Regions from separate parts of the Mus musculus genome. Here region 2 is linked to region 1. Evidence: chromatin contacts called from public promoter capture Hi-C data. All regions are on one chromosome and are shown on one strand. Each heading gives the region's core, a stretch centred on a gene start, on an enhancer-like site or on the middle of the called end of the contact. The rest is flanking DNA. Distances are from core to core; before and after follow the strand shown.

Evidence for each region. Promoter capture Hi-C pulls out the DNA fragments that hold promoters and counts their contacts.
Region 2: a promoter capture Hi-C map of liver shows a contact between it and region 1. The contact joins the enhancer-like site here to the promoter of Npl in region 1. A contact is called at or near these places in 5 of 39 promoter capture datasets (the C10 cell line, embryonic stem cells, hippocampal neurons and 2 more) and 5 of 115 datasets of contacts at active chromatin or transcription factors (bone marrow-derived macrophages, embryonic stem cells, large pre-B cells and 2 more).

What each region holds. Positions count from the first base shown.
Region 1 is chr1:153,548,350-153,551,123 of GRCm38.p6, forward strand. It overlaps Npl (N-acetylneuraminate pyruvate lyase), which reads right to left and starts at 1,365. Exons shown (of 12, transcript NM_028749.1): 1 at 1,299-1,365.
Region 2 is chr1:153,917,328-153,920,101 of GRCm38.p6, forward strand. No RefSeq gene overlaps it. Among named protein-coding and RNA genes, the nearest start is that of Glul, 19 kb to the left of the region's middle. Within about 2 kb of position 1,379, at least 21 of the 459 cell types and tissues checked have an H3K27ac peak or open chromatin away from gene starts, as enhancers often do. A contact at or near this core is called in liver, where this site is marked.

The DNA of each region.
Region 1 (2,774 bases), core at 115-2,614:
TTTCTTTATGCCTACAGTGTACCAGCTCCACTGTTCAAAAACATTCCCGAGGCCACTGCCTGTTTCCCCCGTGGCTTATCTTTGCTTCAGAGCATCTGTCTCCCACTTCAATCCCTTCAGTGTAGCTCACTTTTCAAACTCACTCTAAGAGTCAAGGAATTGCTATGCATCTGAAGACCAGCATCTGGGAGGTGGAGGCAGGAGGGTTGGGAGTTCAAACCCATCTGTGGCTGACCACAGGCTGACAGCGGAGACCAGCCTGAGTTACTTAAGACCCAGTTTCAAGGACATCAAAACAAGCCGGGCATGGTGGCGCACGCCTTTAATCCCAGCACTCGGGAGGCAGAGGCAGGTGGATTTCTGAGTTCGAGGCCAGCCTGGTCTACAGAGTGAATTCCAGGATAGCCAGGGCTATACAGAGAAACCCTGTCTCGAAAAACAAACAAACAAAATCATCAAAACAACAAAACCCAGAGGATTCAGCAGAGCATGGCAACACACATCTTTGATCCCAACATTAGATCCGTGAGCAAGGCCAGCCTGGTCTACTTGTAGTTTCAGGACAGCCAGGGCTACATCATAGAGATACCTAGTCACAGAAAAGAGAAGAGAAAAGAGGATTTCTTGATCCTCCAAATAGGAAATTGTTTAACTTCAGATTTCCTCCTGAACTGTTACTTTTCATTAAAAATCCCAGCGTTATAAGCAGGATAGAAGCTCATTTCTGTTCAACACTGCAAGCCCCTTGGAGGCAGGAGGCTCAGAGTCTGCGGCCAGTTTGAGATACAAGATCAACTTGGGAATATTATGCTTTGAAATATTTCATATTTGAATTAAGAGCAAATAATCACAGTGCTCTCGCACCCATGACTTAAAGTGAGCTTGGGATGTTCTTGTTGAAACGCCGGGGAGAGGGTAGATCCCTGGAGACCTCATCCATGTGAAGGAATGCCAAATTACAGACAAAAGTTGGCTTAAATTTAAAACCGCCAAGTTTTAAAAGGGAGGAGGGGGAAGTGATGTAGTTCCGAACAAGGAGAATGACTTGAGAAATACTTGGCAAACTAGAAATGAGATATTGAAAAAACACAAAACATGAAATACAAGCAACCTCTTCTATAAGAGATAGGTGTATTAGAGCTAACGGCTAAATTCCCTTCTGCTCAAAGGCTTAAGAGACCGATTCTGACAAGGGTTCCCGGAGGCCAGGCTACGCGGGTCTGCAAAGAATCCCCGAGTGTCACTGGCCCCAGGCGGCAGGGTCGCCCTCAGTCCCAAAGCTACCCTGCCCAGCGTACCTGACTTCACTCCTCTGCTCGGTGGCGCCGCGCTCACCTAGGCTGCTGTGCACTGGAGACGCGATCTCCTCTGAGCAGCGCGGTTGCGCTTTTAACTCAGGGGCTGCGGGACCACGTGGGGCCGCGCGGGGAGCCTGGGGGTTGTAGTTCCACGTCGGGCCGGGGAGCTGCTTCACCGGCTGGAATCCCGAGACTGCACTAGTTGCTCCTTCTTGGGTGTGGCCACAGCCTATTTTGTGAAAGACTCGTAGCTCCTGCACCTCTTGGATACCCACTGTCCTTATTATTCTGAGTCCGGGAGTTCTCCTCCTGTTCAAGTCCTGCAAGTGCCAAGTCTTGTTTGCATTGGATGTGAGATGTTGTGATACAGTGGTGGCTGCCTAGCAGCCACTTGGCTCTCTAGACTGACACTACTGCTCCAGTCCTGCCCATTGCCTTGTAGGAAAAGGGAGAAGTGAGAAGATTTTAAGAGTGGATTACAGGCCACAGGTGGTTGTGCGCTCCTTTAATCCCAGCACTTGGGAGGCAGAGACAGGAGGATTTCTGGGTTCAAGGCCAGCCTGGTCTACAGAGTGAGTTCAGGACAGCCAGGGCTATACAGAAAAACCAAAACCAAAAAACAAAACAAAACAAACAAACAAAAAACAAAAGAAAAAAGAAGCTGGGCAGTGGTGGCGCACACCTTTAATCCCAGCACTCGGGAGGTGGAGGCAGAGGCAGGTGGATTTCTGAGTTCGAGGCCAGCCTGGTCTACAGAGTGAGTTCCAGGACAGCCAGGCTACACAGAGAAACCATGTCTAGGGAAAAAAAAAAAAAAAAAAAAAAGAAAGAAAGAAAGAAAGAAAAAGAAAAGAAAGACTTTTGAAAGTGAAACAAGTATTTTTCTTTTTTGAGAGTGATCCATATTAATTTATTGGCATAGTCAATTTATCAACAAGATGGGTGGGTAGTCTGTCCCCAGGAGGTGAGGTTGATTTCCATCTGCCAGAAGAGGTGCCCACACCCTTCATTCACCTTGAAGACTCAGCACTTCAGGCTTCAGTCAGGTTCTCACAGTCTTATCGGTCTTATCAGTCTTATCCTGGAATTAAAGGCGTACACCACCATGCCTGGCTTGATGCTTATTATTTTATTTAGGGAAAATATGTTTTCTTTCTAGCTTGCAAAGTGCTCTGGACTCCATTGTGGTTGTTTGTATGCCTGTGTGCATCTCTTTCGTTCTCTCTCTCCCTCTCCCCCCCCCCCCCCGTTTTAATTTTAAAAGTTTAAACTTTATTTTATTTTGTGGGTATAGTTATCTCTGTACACAACATGCATGCAGTGCCCATAGAGGCCAGAAGAGGGCACTAGGTACCCTGGTACTGGAGTTACAGACAGTTGTAAGTTACCCTGTGAATGTTGGGAATGGAAATATCCACTCACAAAGAGAGTCATGAAGCCTGAGCTACACAGTGAGACCCATCAAAAAGGGGTGGG
Region 2 (2,774 bases), core at 129-2,628, 370 kb after region 1:
TCACTCCTGCAATCTCGGCACTTGGAGAGGAGATGGAGGGCTACCTTGTTTCAGGGGGATACAAAGTTTTTTAATTGTAGAAGCATGTACATAAATTATTTTGGTACGCTAGATCAAGCTCTCTTAAACAGCAACTCCTTGGTCAGTCCTTCTGCTCTTCAGCAAGAAAGCTAAATCCTCTGCAGAAATTATAAAGAGAGAGAGAGAGAGAGAAAGAAAAGAAAAGAAGAGAAAAGAAAAGAAAAGAAAAGAAAAGAAAAGAAAAGAAAAGAAAAGAAAAGAAAAGAAAAGAAAAGAAAAACCCAGGAAATGCAAAAATGTGTTGTGGTTTTGTTGAAGTGTTCTCAGGAGCGACTCTTAACTGGGCCTTATTGATATTTCTGTTAGAATAACGGGGACCTGGGAGCCATGGACATCCCCCGGGGGATAAGGTAACTGGAAGTCCCTCCTAGGCATCTTGGAGGCTCTGCCCTTTTGCTCAGAGAACAACCTTGAGGATAGGGATGTAGCTCTGTGGTCGAGTGCTTGTATAGCATAAAGAAAGGTAAACACACGCACAGAGGAAACTTCTAGATGCTACTGAACTAATGTAGATTATTGTAATGTTTTTGGGAGACCTCCAGCACTAGTAACAGGATAGATTAGCATAAGCTTTGGCCCTGGTCCTTATGGTCCTTAGTCCCCTGGTTTCTTTTTGCCTCCTGTCTTTGTCAGGCTCCCTCTACAGATCTGGCAGAATCCCTTTGAAGAGATGGAGAACTGGGGTTTAAAACTACTTTGGTAGAATGTCCTCTTAGCATGTACAAGGCCCTGGGTTTGATTCCCAGCACTGCACAAATCAGGTTTGATGTCACACCACCTGTAATTTCAGCTCTTGGCTTGGGGGGGGGCCTGTCTGTCTGTCTGTCTGTCTGTCTCTGTCTCTGTCTCTCTCTCTCTGTCTCTCTCTCTCTCTCTCTCTCTCTCTCTCTCTGTGTGTGTGTGTGTGTGTGTGTGTGTGTGTGTGTGTGTGTGTGTGTGTGTGTGTGTGAAAGTAGAATCAAAAGTAAATCAACACCAGCCTGGGCTACTTGAAACCTTGGGGAGAGGGAGGGAGAGAGGGAGGAAGAGGGAGAAGACAGAAAGGGAGGGGGGAGAGAGAGATTGAAAGATAGATAGACTGACTGACTGACTGACTGACAGACAGACAGACAGGCTAATACAGGTAGAACATGTAAGTGTTGGTTCCAAGTTGTGTCCATCCTCAGTCTCCCTACCCCACCCCACCACCCACCCCCAGCCACCAGCCTCATCAACCCCCAGAGAAGCCCAGGCTCTTCCTCTCCATGCTGGGCTTCACAGCCTGGCAGGGCAGGCAGCAGGTTGTTTTGCTTTCGTAAGCCATATTATGTAAGTAACATCTTGAACATGGAGCTGAGCCAACCTAGAGGTCACATCAGGAGGGAAAAGGGGAAAGAGGCTATTCAAGGAAGTGGAAAGAGAATGAGGACAGGGAATAAGAGGGGAGAAGGAGAAAAATAGAGGTGAGAGTGGTAATGAGAGGTGAGAGTGGGATGAGATTCTTTAACATCTGCTGCCTGTTCATAGTTCTCAGTCCCGAGAGACGGAATATATTAGCATGAAAAGTACTCTCTTCATTTTATCTGGGCACTAGGTCATCTTTTAGCTCTCACTCTGTGTACTGAACTGTATGCCAGCAGCCTGCAGGTATCACCCTAGGGTCTATTTCAAGGGCAGTGGCAGGCTGATACAATGCATGCCTAGTGTCCTGGTAGGGAATAAACAGGCCTACTCTTGTGGAATGTTGTCCTGCCAGCATTGGAATGCTTAGACCTTAGCAGAGTTCCACTTGTGAAGCTACAGGGAAGCTATCATCCTCACCTCTGCTCCTGCAAGCCCACTAAGCTCACTCTCACCCTGCTCCTGCAAGCCCACTAAGGTCACCCTCACCCCTGCTCCTGAAAACTCATTAAGGTCACCCTCACCCCTGTTACTGCAAGCCCACTAAGCTCACCCTCACCCCTGTTCCTGCAAACCCACTAAGCTCACCCTCACCCTGCTCCTGCAGGCCCACTAAGCTCACTAGCACCCTCCAAGCCCGACTTAGGTGGAATAGTTATTTTAGTCTGGTGTTGGTGTACTATATAAAGTGAGTACACATTTGTTCACCCACGTGGTGGATTACAACCGTCTGAAACTTCAGTTCCAGGGGATCCAGCACCCTCAAAACAAAGTAGCTAGATGGTTAAGAGTGTTGTCTAATCTTCCAGAAGTCCTGCCCTCAGTTCAACCAAATCCTCACAACTAATTGTGAGTCAATCCAAGGCTCTTTTCTGAAAGCTCTGAAGGCTCCTGCACTCATGTGGCATATACATAGTGCATGCATACATGAATAAATGTTTAAAGTTCCCCAAATTAACAACAACAACAACAAAATGGAGCCAGGTGATGGTGGTGCTCGCCTTTTATCCCAGCACTCAGAAGGCAGGGTGATCTCTGAGTTTGAGGCCAACCTGGTGTACAGAGCCGAGTTCCAGGGCACCACACAGGCAGTGCATCGTATCCTGGCCAAGCTTCTGTCCTTGGTGTCACCACCAAGTTTACTAAAGGTGGTTCCAGAACGACATTAGCAGTCCCGCACCACCACAATTAGCAGTCATGCTAGGAAGACCCTGGAGACCGCTACAAAACCTCTCTCCTCCGTCCCTAGAGAAAGCACAAATTTGGAAACACACAGAGATGGATGGAAGCAGGAAGTGGAGTGTCTAAGGAAG